Regions from separate parts of the Zea mays genome. Here regions 1 and 2 are each linked to region 3. A link is a contact called in public Hi-C data. All regions are on one chromosome and are shown on one strand. The core of a region is the stretch at or near the end of the contact, and the rest is flanking DNA. Distances in the headings are between cores, read along the strand shown.

What was found. Hi-C and Micro-C count contacts between places; a contact is called where the count stands out from the background.
Region 1: a contact with region 3 is called in a Hi-C map of leaf, with 4 times the contacts expected there. The contact joins the promoter of LOC109941485 here to the promoter of LOC100194121 in region 3. A contact is called at or near these places in 8 of 25 Hi-C or Micro-C datasets (bundle sheath, ear, endosperm and 3 more).
Region 2: a contact with region 3 is called in a Hi-C map of tassel, with 5 times the contacts expected there. The contact joins the promoter of LOC100191928 here to the promoter of LOC100194121 in region 3. A contact is called at or near these places in 4 of 25 Hi-C or Micro-C datasets (bundle sheath, ear, endosperm and 1 more).

Annotation. Positions count from the first base shown.
Region 1 is chr8:11,166,250-11,170,422 of Zm-B73-REFERENCE-NAM-5.0, forward strand. LOC109941485 reads right to left here and starts at 1,588. Exons shown (of 1, transcript NM_001364504.1): 1 at 884-1,588. The coding sequence starts at 1,482. The coding sequence ends at 1,012. It overlaps LOC100285631 (ABC-2 type transporter family protein), which reads right to left. Exons shown (of 12, transcript NM_001158522.2): 8 at 4,009-4,173; 9 at 3,688-3,900; 10 at 3,506-3,590; 11 at 2,934-3,146; 12 at 1,559-1,940. The coding sequence ends at 2,970.
Region 2 is chr8:10,432,909-10,437,063 of Zm-B73-REFERENCE-NAM-5.0, forward strand. LOC100191928 reads right to left here and starts at 1,372. Exons shown (of 6, transcript NM_001137515.1): 1 at 989-1,372; 2 at 756-863; 3 at 469-573; 4 at 172-237; 5 at 1-8. The coding sequence starts at 1,178.
Region 3 is chr8:10,718,746-10,723,254 of Zm-B73-REFERENCE-NAM-5.0, forward strand. It overlaps LOC100194121, which reads right to left and starts at 1,257. Exons shown (of 9, transcript NR_183225.1): 1 at 839-1,257; 2 at 636-742.

The DNA.
Region 1 (4,173 bases), core at 338-2,837, 450 kb after region 3:
ATTAATTCAACGGATAAGTTCCTTCTGGATGCCTTTTAGTTCAGTGCAGCAAATCTAATTGCAAATACTGTAAAGTCTAAGCGTCCAAACTTGCGTGTACAGATGTCAATGGGAATTGGGAATTCCCCATCATGTTTAGACATCTTATACCCATCCACATGAAACTATCATCATCCCTACACCCATCATGGATATAGGATTTCTCCCATACCCATCTTCATTCGGATATCGGATTCTCATTAAGTCCACACCACCGATGAAGAAAAGCATGATCATATTATATTTTATATGACCTTAACACACACGACACCCAACAACAATATATCAAAAAAAACTGAAATCTAACAAAAAAAACATGTTTGACCATGCAAAACAACAAAAACAAAGTGATATGTGGACGGGTAGGCGGGGTGGCTATTCTCCTGGATTGGATGGATGCTTAAAAGGGTTGAGAGAGTTAGTGTTGGTTGTTAGACTTATTGCCTATTGGGGTGCATATATAATTTTACTAAATGAATATTACTCATGAGTAATTGGTTTTGAGTTCTGCTTTTTGATACCCGTATATTCAATGAGGAAAGAATTTCTCCAAAATCTATATCTATAGGATTAAAATCTTCTTATACCTTATCCCTAAGAGCTGATTTGGTGGACAAGGAATTGGAGGGGATCCATGTGGGAGGAATCCCCTTCCTATTCAAATTTGAATACGGAGGGGGATTACTTCCCCATGGATCCCCTCCAATTCTATGTCCACCAAACCAGCCCTAATAGAGGAATTCCGCATGGTTATCGGGTACTGACACCTCTACTTGGGTGGATGGGTTAGCGGTTTGCTTAGTGTTGAAATTTTTTGAGCATTTCAAAATAAACTGTTACTATCTGTCAAGGCTAAAGAATCTTTAGATCAATCCAGCTGCAACTACAAGCCTCCAATACTATTCACGCGGCAGACTGCCTCAAGGTTACAAATGAAAAGAAAAAAGGAGACCAAAAGATGGTCCGACTGGATCAAGAAATGTGATGGACGGACTGCAGGACGGCCTCGGCCACCATCGCCAGATGGTGTAGCGCGGCGACGGTGGACACGGGGACGCTGGCCAGCACCAGGGCGGCGACGGCGATGGCGACGCCGGGCCTGGTGCCCATGAGCAGCAGCTGCAGCGCGCCGACGAGGCTAGACACGTCGGAGACGTAGGCGGGGTAGTACCGCTTCTCCCACGGCGCCCACTCGGCGGGCGCCTCGTAGTTGGTCTCCACCATCCACGCCTCCCGGATCCGCCGCCGCAGCACGGGCATGCCCTCGTCCACCAGCGCGCCTCCGTACTGGTCCCGGCCGCCGCTCGCGTCCCGGCGTAGCGCGGCGCATCGCGTTGCCGCCGACAGCGGCAAACTCCTCGGTAGCGCCAGCCCCAGCCCGTGGCACGCCCCGTGCCGGAGCGCGGCCGGCGTTGCTGGACGGGAGAGGGAAGAAGCAGCCATGGGATCGGCTCAGGGGCTGATCTTCGTATCTCAGGCAAGAAAGAGAACACTGCACGACCACACTGGAGATCGAGGGAAAGGGAAGACGAATCCAATAGAGGCTGATGAGAATTTTGAGCCGAAATGGGCACGCGTTTATAGGCACTACACCCGTGATTAAGAAACTAGTACTACTGGCACGTACAGAGAGAAAACCATAAGAAACTAGTACTACTGGCACTCTGCCAGTGGTCGTACTTTGGACGGCGATTTGGAGATAGTTTATTTGCAGCGGCATGGCCACAGCCCACAGCCCCAGGCAATCATTGAGCTGACTTCACAACTAGTAGGATCTAAAAAATAAAAAAGAAAACTTCTGGGCGGCGGATCGTATACTGCCTCGGCTCGTCCATAATGCTGGGGTCTCCCATAACCAGATATTATGCAGAAAACGCGGCCTCGCTTTGACTCCAGATATACTGCAAAGAGAACCAGATCAACAATGGGTGAGTAGACAAATCAGATGGTAATTGGTAAAGTGGCTAAATCTTTTTACAATTTAGCTCATATAACTGAATCTAAATACCCATCTAAACAAACAACAGAAATTAAGATGGGTTTTCAGTTACCATTGTGAGCCAGCCAGCCATGTAACGAAACGATGTGCAACGAGCATCAGCTCAAACTAGGGCAACGAAGTGAGACGCGATTTTAACATTCATAGATAACAAGTGTTAATCTCGGTGGATCATATAGACTGCAGAGTTACCCAAATTGTTGGGCGACACAGATCCTAAGTCATTTCTTGACGGCAGCAACAAACTATGGACTTGTTTGGTTCAGCTTTTTTCTGACCAGCTTTTCCAAGAATCTAGCTGTAAGGAGAATCTGGCTGTATAGAGAATCTGAGTATCATTAGGATTACGTGCGGAGGAAGATAAAGTTGTCCGTGGGGCTCAGGATCTATAAAGTGACGGATTACTACTATTGCGACGACTCAACCGATTATATATTTATGTTGACTTTGAATGGTTTTTACCCAAACGAATTTTATAGAAACTGACTGAAAAGCTGAGTGTTTGGCAGTCCGCAGCAGCTTTTGGTGGCCAGAAGCTGCGAAAAGCCGAAACAAACAGGGGCTATAGGGAATAACCAGACACTGAAATAACTATAAACTATAGGGAATAACCAGATACTGTAATAACTATATCATGGCAGAACTGTCATCATGAGACTGGGAGTTCATATTCCATTAACTCTAACCAGGGCCCAGGGCAAGTTTTATTGGCGATAATTTTCCCATGAGAAAAACTTAGTGAAGGAAACGATAACGAACAGAAAGGTATAGAAGTAATGGAGATTCAATATAGTACATTGATTGCGTTGCTAATTGCAATATGTTCCCCCCACATAAAGCCTTTTTGTTGAATTAGGACCACTGCAAAGAAATGATTGATTCAAAGATGCCCTACCTTAATTTATTCTTTCGAAGTCTGCAAATGAAAAGCTTATTCCACCTGCGGCTTATTTTTATCTTGTTCCAATGGTGGAAGGAGCTGCTGATACTTCGGTCTGTTTTTCTTCAGAAGAAGGTAGGTTGACCAGTACCAGAACATCAGAATCCTACCCTGTGCAACCAGAGTATCTGCAATTCGAATTCCTCCCAATGAAAACCTTTCCAAGGCCTGCCACATAAAAAGGTTGCACATCAAAACTGGAATATTTTCTTTAAATAGAACTAAAAAATGTTTATGGCAGCTTGGCTTGGAGTTAACAAATAGAAGACAGTAGGTTCACCAATAAAAAAAATAATCACAATCAACTAACAGTATGCTTTCCATATAAGCAATTAAGCAAATAAATATTATTTTGCGGTCATCATGGTGTTGACAAATACCAACAATAATTCTATCCATGGACAAACTGGCATGAGCCATTTTCATTAGAATACATTACAAGATTTCAAGCCAAGTAATTTCCCCTTTCATTTGACCAAGTTCTTTTTTTGCCAGTTTTTTTCTGCTGGATGTCCCCAAAACACTACCTGTTCACCCGTTTGAATGTCATATGAATGTTGTTGCTCAAATTGCAGACCCTTGAACTCGTTAATGCAAAGCCCTTGAAAGGCCCTGAAAATTAATGGCAAGAGTAGCATCTAGTAGTTAGATGATGCAATGCTTACTACACTAGACTCAACTATATATCACAAGAAAAAATGAACAATACCATCTAATGAGAGATATTCTTGGGATCCAACGAAATATGACTGGAGTATTGTCAGGGTTAACATAGTATCCTCCAAATACAATAAACACTGTCATAAGGGATGGCCCAAGAGCCATTGCAGCTTCAGTTGTAGGAGCCATTGCTCCAACAGTGAGACCCATTGCTGATGCAGCAAATGACTCAACAGTCACAATACCACAGAATTTGGCAAATCTGGTAGAGTGAGAAACGTTCTTTAGATAATCATAAGCAAAACTGCAATAGATATACATAAAATGGTGCCTCTAAGCATTGACAAAAAAGATTTAAAAATACACTGACCTAGAAAATGTTGGGTGAAGTTTAGCCATTGGATAGAGAATTGATCCAAATATCAATGGAAATGCTGCTCCAATGGGAATCTCAGCCAACAACTTAGATGAAAGATATGGTCCAAGTGCATAGGAACCTTTTGCTCGTTCTCTGTCAACTATACTCCGTTCTTTT
Region 2 (4,155 bases), core at 122-2,621, 290 kb before region 3:
AAGACCGCCTGGCCATCAACACAAAAAATTCCCTCAATTCTTCCCCAAAAAGTGGGAAACAAACAAACAAGCAAGCAAACAAAAGAGCGGGGCGAGCATTTATCTTGCTCGAAAGAGCCATACTAATGGCAGTAAAGCTGGCAGTTGGAGGTTGAGTGGTTGCTTTCACACCTGATTCCAGCGTGCTGTTCGCGGCTTCCTCTGACGACACGGGAGGAAGGAGAGCGGCAGGAACGCCTGACCAAGAACCTAAAGCGCGATTAGTGGGGGAAAGGAGAACGGGGAGGAGAAAAACCAGTCTTTTTTATCTGATTTTTGGGATTTGCGTGCAGGAACGGCGGTGGGAGTACGGTGCACACGAGGCCGGTCAGCTTGACCCCAACGGAAGGGAAAGCACGGCCACGGCCACGGCCACGCATCTCGAAACAACAACACGCGATGCTTTGCGCCCTTGCCCGTGGTGTGTACCTGGCCCCGAAGGTGAAGAAGCCTTGCCGCCGTCTTTCTCGAGCGCCTCGGCCTCGCTTCCCTCGTCGGCCATGGACGTCGCGCCCGGGCCTTTCTTGCCCAAATCTGAACGGGAAAACGGTCGGCAGGTCAGGCCGTGGATTGGTGGTACAGTAACCTTTGTCACTGATCTGATGATGGGATGACTTAATGTGAGTAGGCAGACTTGGTTCGTTCGTCCGTCCACCCTGTTCTTTGGAGGAGGAGATCCTCCCAGTGACGTGACGAGTGATTAGCCGACGGCTCACCTAATCCCTGCCTGGAGGCGTTGTAGGTGTCGGCGGCGGCGACGACGCCGCCCACCTCCAGCGAGCCGACCCCGACGCCGCCCGCATTGCTGGAGACGGGTCGGCTGGCTGCTCGAGCAAACGAAGAGACAAACCACGTTCGGAGAAAGAGTCAGCGGTAGCGCCGTGGAATGAATGGGGCCGGCGGCGGGGAGACGGACGGGACGGGGGGTGCGAGGGCTTGCTTTGCTTACTCATGGCGATCTGGATGGCGTCGAACTTGGCGGTGGAGAAGTAGGCGCAGGTGACGAGGAGGAAGCCCGCCACGAGGCCCAGGCCGAACCTGCGCGGCTCCACGCGGCTGACGCTCTTCACCAGCTTCCCTCCGTCCTGCTGGCCGGCGTAGCTGTACGGCAGCTTGCCGCCGCCGGCGTCCATCCCCATGCTTCACTCAGCTAGTCAGCTCAGCTGTCACCTCCCCCTGCCCCGGCCCGGCCCCCCCTGCTTATCTCCGTAAGAGCAGCAGCAGGAGAAGAAGAAGAAGCGGCAGCAGAAGCAGAGCGCCAGAGCCTCCTCCCTCTCTGGTGACTAGTGAGCACGGCGAAGGAAGCGGCAAGCCACGGCACCTGCGAAGCGCCACACAGGCAAACGCCCCACGCCAAAGCGGCGAGGCGGTGCGCAAGCAATAAATTGCGACCGTGAGGCGCCGGGCTCCGCTGGGGAGACGGTTCTGTGGGGGGCGTGGAAGGATGGACGAACGAGTGAAAAGTGAATACGGCAGGGGTGGCGTCCGTCTCTGCTCGCCACCTCCATTTATTCCTCCCCGTAAACCTCCGTCTGCCATGCCATGGCCCACCCTGTTAATAGTACAGTAGGCTGCCATGCCATCAGTAGTAGTACTGTATTTTACTCGTTGTGTTTTCGCCTTTTCGGGAACACAATTTTCCTTCCCCACCAATAAAGAACGCAAAGGCAGCTGGAGATTTCCGAGAGAGAGAAAGTATATATATTATTATATAAATGGCGGGCACCGGCAAAACATGCCCGAAAAAATGGGCCTCTCTGGCTGGACCGGACTGGATGGGGTCCGTCCGTCCGTCCGTCCGTGTATGTATGTGTCTGTATTATTGAGGGTTCGATTAGCCGCCGCTGGATCCATGGGAACACGGAGGAGGGCTCAATTCCATGGTGTAGCACCATGTGGAGATGCAGTGGTTGCTGTTGAGAAACCCTAAAAGGGGTTTAATGGGCTAATACCGAAACTGCCATTAGGGGTACACAGGTTATATATATGTACTCATACTAGGGATGGCAGTTGGACCCGTGGGTATGGATACCCGCGGGTTTCGTACCCACTGGATATGGATACGGGTACAAAAACTCACTCGTGGGTCCTATCGGGTCGGATACCCGAAATACATCGGGTCGGGTATGGATAAAATACTTTACCCATGGGTATCCAGTGGATACCCGAAATATCAATATACCTCTTTAAATATGTTACATCCACTAAGAATGTGCTACATTCACTAGAAAAACTCACTCGCATGTGTTGTTGATTAATGAATATTAATTTATGTTGTGTTAACAGTCAATTGTAATGTAATCGAGACCAATGAGACATTGACAATGGTATAATTGTCAACTGTCATGAACTCATTAAGCTTTTATTCTCTGTACTCAAATTTAAATTTATTGGATGTCATAATTATGAGTTGAGATATTGTATCGACGTGTAGCCAAATATAGTCATTCTCGTGTTGCATTGGTGCTTAGATGTAAACTAAAATATTTTATGCATTTATTATAACACTGAACAAATGTTATTTAGTCTACAATAACATATCCACTGAATACCCGATATCCGGTGGATACCCGATGGGCATGGGTACGGGTACAATTTCTCGCCCGATTGGCTTGGTGGGTATGGATATTTATAGAAGTCTCGGATACAATTTCGGGTCGGGTATTATTATACCCGAACAAAACCCGACCCGCTGCCATCTCTAACTCATACCCATCATAAAAAAGATAGACAGAAAGAGCTTCCATCCACTGTGTCTCTTATTCCTCTCTGTGTTGGGTTGCTGGGAAGGGAGCGGGCTTCTACAACTTCTCACGTCCCTACTGCTGTTGGGAGGGTTCGGAGTCCGGATCGGGGATCTGCGACAACTACGTTATTCAACACGTCATCAGCACTGCTCTACCTCGACTCGTGGATCCGATCGGCAACGACTCTCCACCACGCCGGCAGGTCCTCCGGCCTTGCCGAACTGTCCTACGCGACAGCCTTCGCTCCTGTTCGTCGAGAAACGCGGTATAAAATCTCGATCCGTGATTTACTTTTCGGCGTTAAAAATTGCTTCGTCGCGCGGCCGTGCGTGCCGCCGCACAGACCAGGACTCCTCGCAGCAGCCGCATGCACAAACGGCCGAGCTGTTCTTAGAAAAAAAAATAGGAAAGTTTTTTTCCCTGCATGTGCGTTTGAAGTTATCTTAGAGAAAAAAAGGATAGATAGACTTGTGGACTTTGACTTTTTCTTGCATGGCGGTTCACATTTTCTGAAACCGCATGCACCTCGTGGTGCCCCTCGCACGCGGCCACCAGCCCCCAGGCCCCAGCTTTCGCTCCCATCAGGACCCACCTCGCATGTCAGTTGGTTCCCTGGAGTTCGCGTGGAGACGTGAGAGAAAAAAAAATCACTGCATGCGGCCAGTTGGTTATTAGAGAGGTGGAAAAAAAAAGACAGGAACCGCATGCAATCGCTCCGCGTTTAGAAAAAGTAGACGACATATTTTTTTTCCGGCATGTATGGGCGGTTCAAGTTTTCTTGGAAAAAAAAAGAAAAGGTAGGCGGCAAATTTTTTTTTCCATGTATAGGCGGTTGACGTTTTCTTGGGAAGAAAAAGTAGGCAGAATTTCTGTGGCCCTCGCCGTTTCCTGCTGCATGCATCTGCTGGACGCCTGGAGCCCTAGACACGCAAACGACTTGCATGACCGATCCCACCTCGCATCCGCATGCAACGATGGGCTCCACCATGCCTAGCGAGCGGTTCACTTTTCTTACGGAGAAAAAAAAGGCTGCCTCATGCAACGTTCTGTTAGTGCCGCATGCAACCGCTCCGTGCCCCCCGCCGCCAATTGCTGCTACACACGACTTGATTTCCTATGGCTGCATGCATTGCGCTATTGTTTTAATTTACTTTATGATATTTTGTATGCATGGGGCGAGTGTTTAAATGGTCACGTTTTTAATACAATCCTAATGATTTCGTCGAACCATAAAGATAACGTGACCCTAGCATGAGATCCGAATTCTTTTATTTCGGTTATAATTGTTGCACTTGAATAAATTTCCAGTGAATTTATCAGTATTGTACAGTGCAGACTTATTTTTATATGCATTATTTATCTCATGTTT
Region 3 (4,509 bases), core at 7-2,506:
ACAGAAACAATGCCACCATCCTCGCGAATTGCAGACACTCGATGCAGAAAAAGCAATCAAACGCAATCGCAACTGACAGATTGAAATTGTGTTTGAAACATCGGTAAGAGTAACCAGAGGCAGACCAAGAAGCCAAACCCAATGAGGAGCACGCGGTCGCAGGCGGTGGGGATCCAAATGTCCAAGGAAACCGGGCAACTGCTCCCTTATGATATAGGAACTGACTGACAGAAACTAACCGGAACCGCTTGTTGGAAATAATAGTAATTCATTTTTTAAAAAAAATATATATACCAAACTGATAACCGCAAGAAATGGGGATCAGATTAGTGGGATTACAGCCGCTGTGCCGAGAGAGGCCAAAGCTGTGAGATGTGGATCGAAACCGGCAAGTGTACCAAGAACAGGTAAAACCCTCCACGCTCGGAGCGCACGGCAACATATGGTGGGACGAATAAAAAGCTGCCACTTTTCTGTGGGAGGAGAACGAATTGATGAGAGTTGGTGGTTGCTAAATGCCGCACAAGGGGTGCGAGGAAAGCGCGTTTAATTAGCGTTGCATCGACGGTACACCACGGACAGAAGAAGAAGAAGAAGAAGAAAAAATGTCTGAACAGCAAGAAACCGAGACTCACCGAGGAAGAGGAGGCGCGAGCGGGGGGACGAGCAGGAAGGAGGGTGGGCAGCTGGCGAAGACACCGAGCGAGCGAGCGAGCTCTCAATCTCGAGGGTCTCGGAGCGTCTGGCGAGTATTAAAACTAACTGAGTAACACAGCAGCGCCAGGAAGAAGAAGAAGAGGAACCAGATGACGGGGAGAAGAAAAAACCAAATCTTTACCTTGTCCTAAGTACCAAGAACAGGGCTCCGGGGCCGGGGCCGGGGCCGGGACCGGGAGGAAGAGGAAGCTTCGAAGTCTGGATTCGGTGCGGGGTTAAGGGATTGGATTGGATTGGTGGAGGGGTTAAGGGACGCAAGAGATGGAGTGCCCTCGGATGTAATACACCGATGGAGGTGGAGGGGAGGCCAAGCTAGCCAAGCCAAGGCAGGCAGGAGGACAAACCCTCTCTCTCTAGTCTCTCTGCGCGCTGTGTGCCTCTCCTCTCTCTCTCTCTCTCGCTCCCTTGCAGCAGAGGTTTAAATTAGAAGAGAGGCAAGGTAAGGTTAATGGGTGGGAAATGGCACTGGTATCCTATTACATCATATCATATCGTATCATCGCCCGGCAACAGCTTCACTGAAACTGCAGCTGTTTTGTATGCTTCCGTAGAACTAGAATGGCCTCCTATTTATTTAGTACTTGGTCACTTTTCCCATTTGACTTTTTTTCCCCTCCTGAAAAAGGAGCCTTCTCTTTCGATCGTGGTAAATTGGTCATGCTTTTGGGTAGCAGTAAAAACAGTACTAGTAAGATTGCCGATATCGTCCTTAGGGCCCGTTCGGTTGTAACGGAATAAGCTAGGATTCATTCCAGCTCATCAAAATCTATATAAATTAGAGAAATAATCTGGCTAGAAATTAATCCGGGTCTCTAATCCCAAATAACCGAACAGGGCCTTAGACAGCGGTAATCCTGCTGCCATTGTCTAGTCTAGTCTAGTCACATTTATGGATGAGATGTCCCGATGGTCTGTCTAATAACGGTGCAACAATGACGGTGTACAGTACAGGAGTTGTCGCCGCGCGTGGAATGGCATGGGAGCTGCTAGAGCTAGTTATTACCACTGTAATGGACCATGGACGGCTGAGATGTGCCATCCATCATTATCCGGCCGGCAGGATTCTCCGTGTACTTGGAAGAACGCAGACGGGTTCCTTTTCCTTATCGGTGGCCCACCACCACCACTGCCCTAGCTAGGACTCGGAGCAGAGTAGTAGGAAGCAGTAGGCTAACCGCTTTGCACGCGTTTCCCGCGACTGCTACACCCACTACCCGTTGCCGCTAAACCACGATGCCCACTCTCCAGCCGGAGGCCTCCGGAAATTTGTATTCTTTAAAAATTCAAATCATTTTCAGGGTTGGATAGAATTGAGAAATTCTAAAGAAGATTTAAGTTTGACTTTCGCGTTGCCTTTTTCTGAGCGATGCAAATACGTGATGTCGAGTGATGGCTGGTAAACCTTGCGAGTTAATTAAAGGAGCAAAAAAAAACCGTCTTTGTCCTTTTAACCCTTGCAAACAAAGTTAGGGAAGCGACGAGAAGTAAATCAACAAAGAGGAAACGAACTCCATTATTTTTTTAAACCGAAAAAAAAATATTACTATCTCCACTATAGAATATTTGTTGCCCGCTAGCTTATTTTTTAATAACTAAATCACGACAAACAAAAAAGAACGGATACAATACTTTATGACGTGTTTGGTTGAGAAGCAGAAATGAATGGAACGGCTCCATTCTTATTTTTTTGATGTTTGGTTTCCAATAGAGGAGAGGAGTGACTGCTGGAGTCTATATATGGCAAATATTTGGGATGCTCTCGCTCTACCAAAACGACCGGATGCGAGCGCTCTCGCGTCCTCCCTCTCCTCCACTCCACACTCATATGACTCTCTAACCAAACAATGAACGGAGCGGCTCCGCTCTATTATACTCTTCAATCAAACAGAAAATAGAGCGGTTCCATTTTGCTCGCCAAACACAGAATGAAATGGCTCAATTCCTAGATACTGGAATGGAGCCGCTTCATCCGAGTTGGTTCCTGAACCAAACGCACCCTTAGTGATCTGTCAAGCGCCTCTAAATATTTTTTTCTTTCCTTCCTTCGGATGGGCTTATATTTCCAAAAATAGGTTCTGAGAGAGATTATTTGTTATCTCATAAGCTTGTAGTGATGAAAGCGGATTTATTTCGATGTCATCGAAATTAGCAGGTTACTCCGTACAAAAAGTGTGGGTCTAGTTTGCTTATTGTACCATAATTCTTTTTCATTTATTTATTTTATTATTGTTGTTTTATGTTGACGTGTCTTCCATGAACTCGGACTTAGAGCTATTATTGTTTTGTGACACTGCAATTTCAGCTGCCAAACTAAGCAGCCTTTGAGTTTGATGTCATCTCGATAAGATCTATTAGCGACAATACTATTTTTTTAAAACCTTTATATAGTTTCTTAACCCTTTTTATCGATTTAAATTGGAGATGATCTTGCTTTCGTATATTATGGTTCTATAGTTATTTTCTATAGCCTTGTTTGAATTATGACAATGTTTTTTCATGTCTTAGAGCTATCCACCAGGAGCATCTCGAATTGTTCAAAACTATTTTCACATAATCTGTGGCCTGGACAAACTTTGGTCATTGATTTGATGTCGGCCAGGATCTTGTTCTCGTTGGTGTTGTTTGATCATTGCAAGTATTTGATATACTTAATGACATCGTAGGATAGTAAGTAATAAATCTAAAGAAGTTTTTAAAATAGGTTAGTCCTTATTATTCGGTGCATATATTTATGTATATAAATTTTGTTTTCACCGAATATCGCCAAAAGATGGTGCTAAAATCATGTTCTTTGTACCGATGCTCGCCGGCCTTTAAACTAAAATCTGTCGCCAAAAGTATTTATTATTACATATGTAAAGATGTTTTTTTTCATAACGAGTCTATAAAGATTAAGCTGCATAAAAGGGTTTACTTGCTATCTACTTATCCTTTCAGAATCTCACATATTCACCATTTTGTAATCTAAAAGAGCCAATAGGTAAAATTGATCTCTCATCACCCCCTCAAGCCAGACCATAATTGAGAGTATCCTGCTCTTTTAGAAACTTGAGTGGTAGATTTATAATGTAGGTATTTCCTTTTAATGAATTCTTGTCATGTTCCATCCTGATCACTTGGTAGCTTAAAGAGCCGTTATTTCCACAGAAGGCATTTGTTATGAATCTCCAAATTTAAAATAGCCAGTACCCCCAAAGCATTTGGGAGACAAAGCTTTAGTTTAGACCACTTAATCTGCCTCATATCCTTTTTTTCCCTTTAAAAACCAAGTACTACCCTTTTTTTTCTGTACCTGAGAGAACCAATGGTAGCTCGTCGTCAACTCGACAAGTAGCAGCCGCACGAATTCCATTTCCTGATGACGTACCAGCCTCCGAAGTGACAGTTCATTCAGGTAGGGGAGTAGTAGTATACTCTAGCAGAACGCTGCAAGGATGCATGTCTGATTGGGTTACACGAAATGAATGCTGTGTCGATCTAGCGTCTAGTGCTGCTGCGTCGTACTGTACTACGTGAGCCAGCCAATGCATGTAGCGGCAGCAGGGATTTTCAACTAGAGATGTCGGGTGGCTAGGCTATGCATCCATCCTTTCTTCCTTTCAGTAGAAGAGAGAGAGAGAGCTCCCATCCCAAGTCCAAACAAGAACAGCATGTGGCCGGTCGACTTGTCCATTTCCACACCACCAACTCTCCCGAAAACTGGTCTGAAACGCGCCAAACCGAAACGATCTCGGAGATTGCCCAAAAGCTGGCCGAAAAGGGAGCTCAATTTGCTAAAAAAAAAAATCGCTC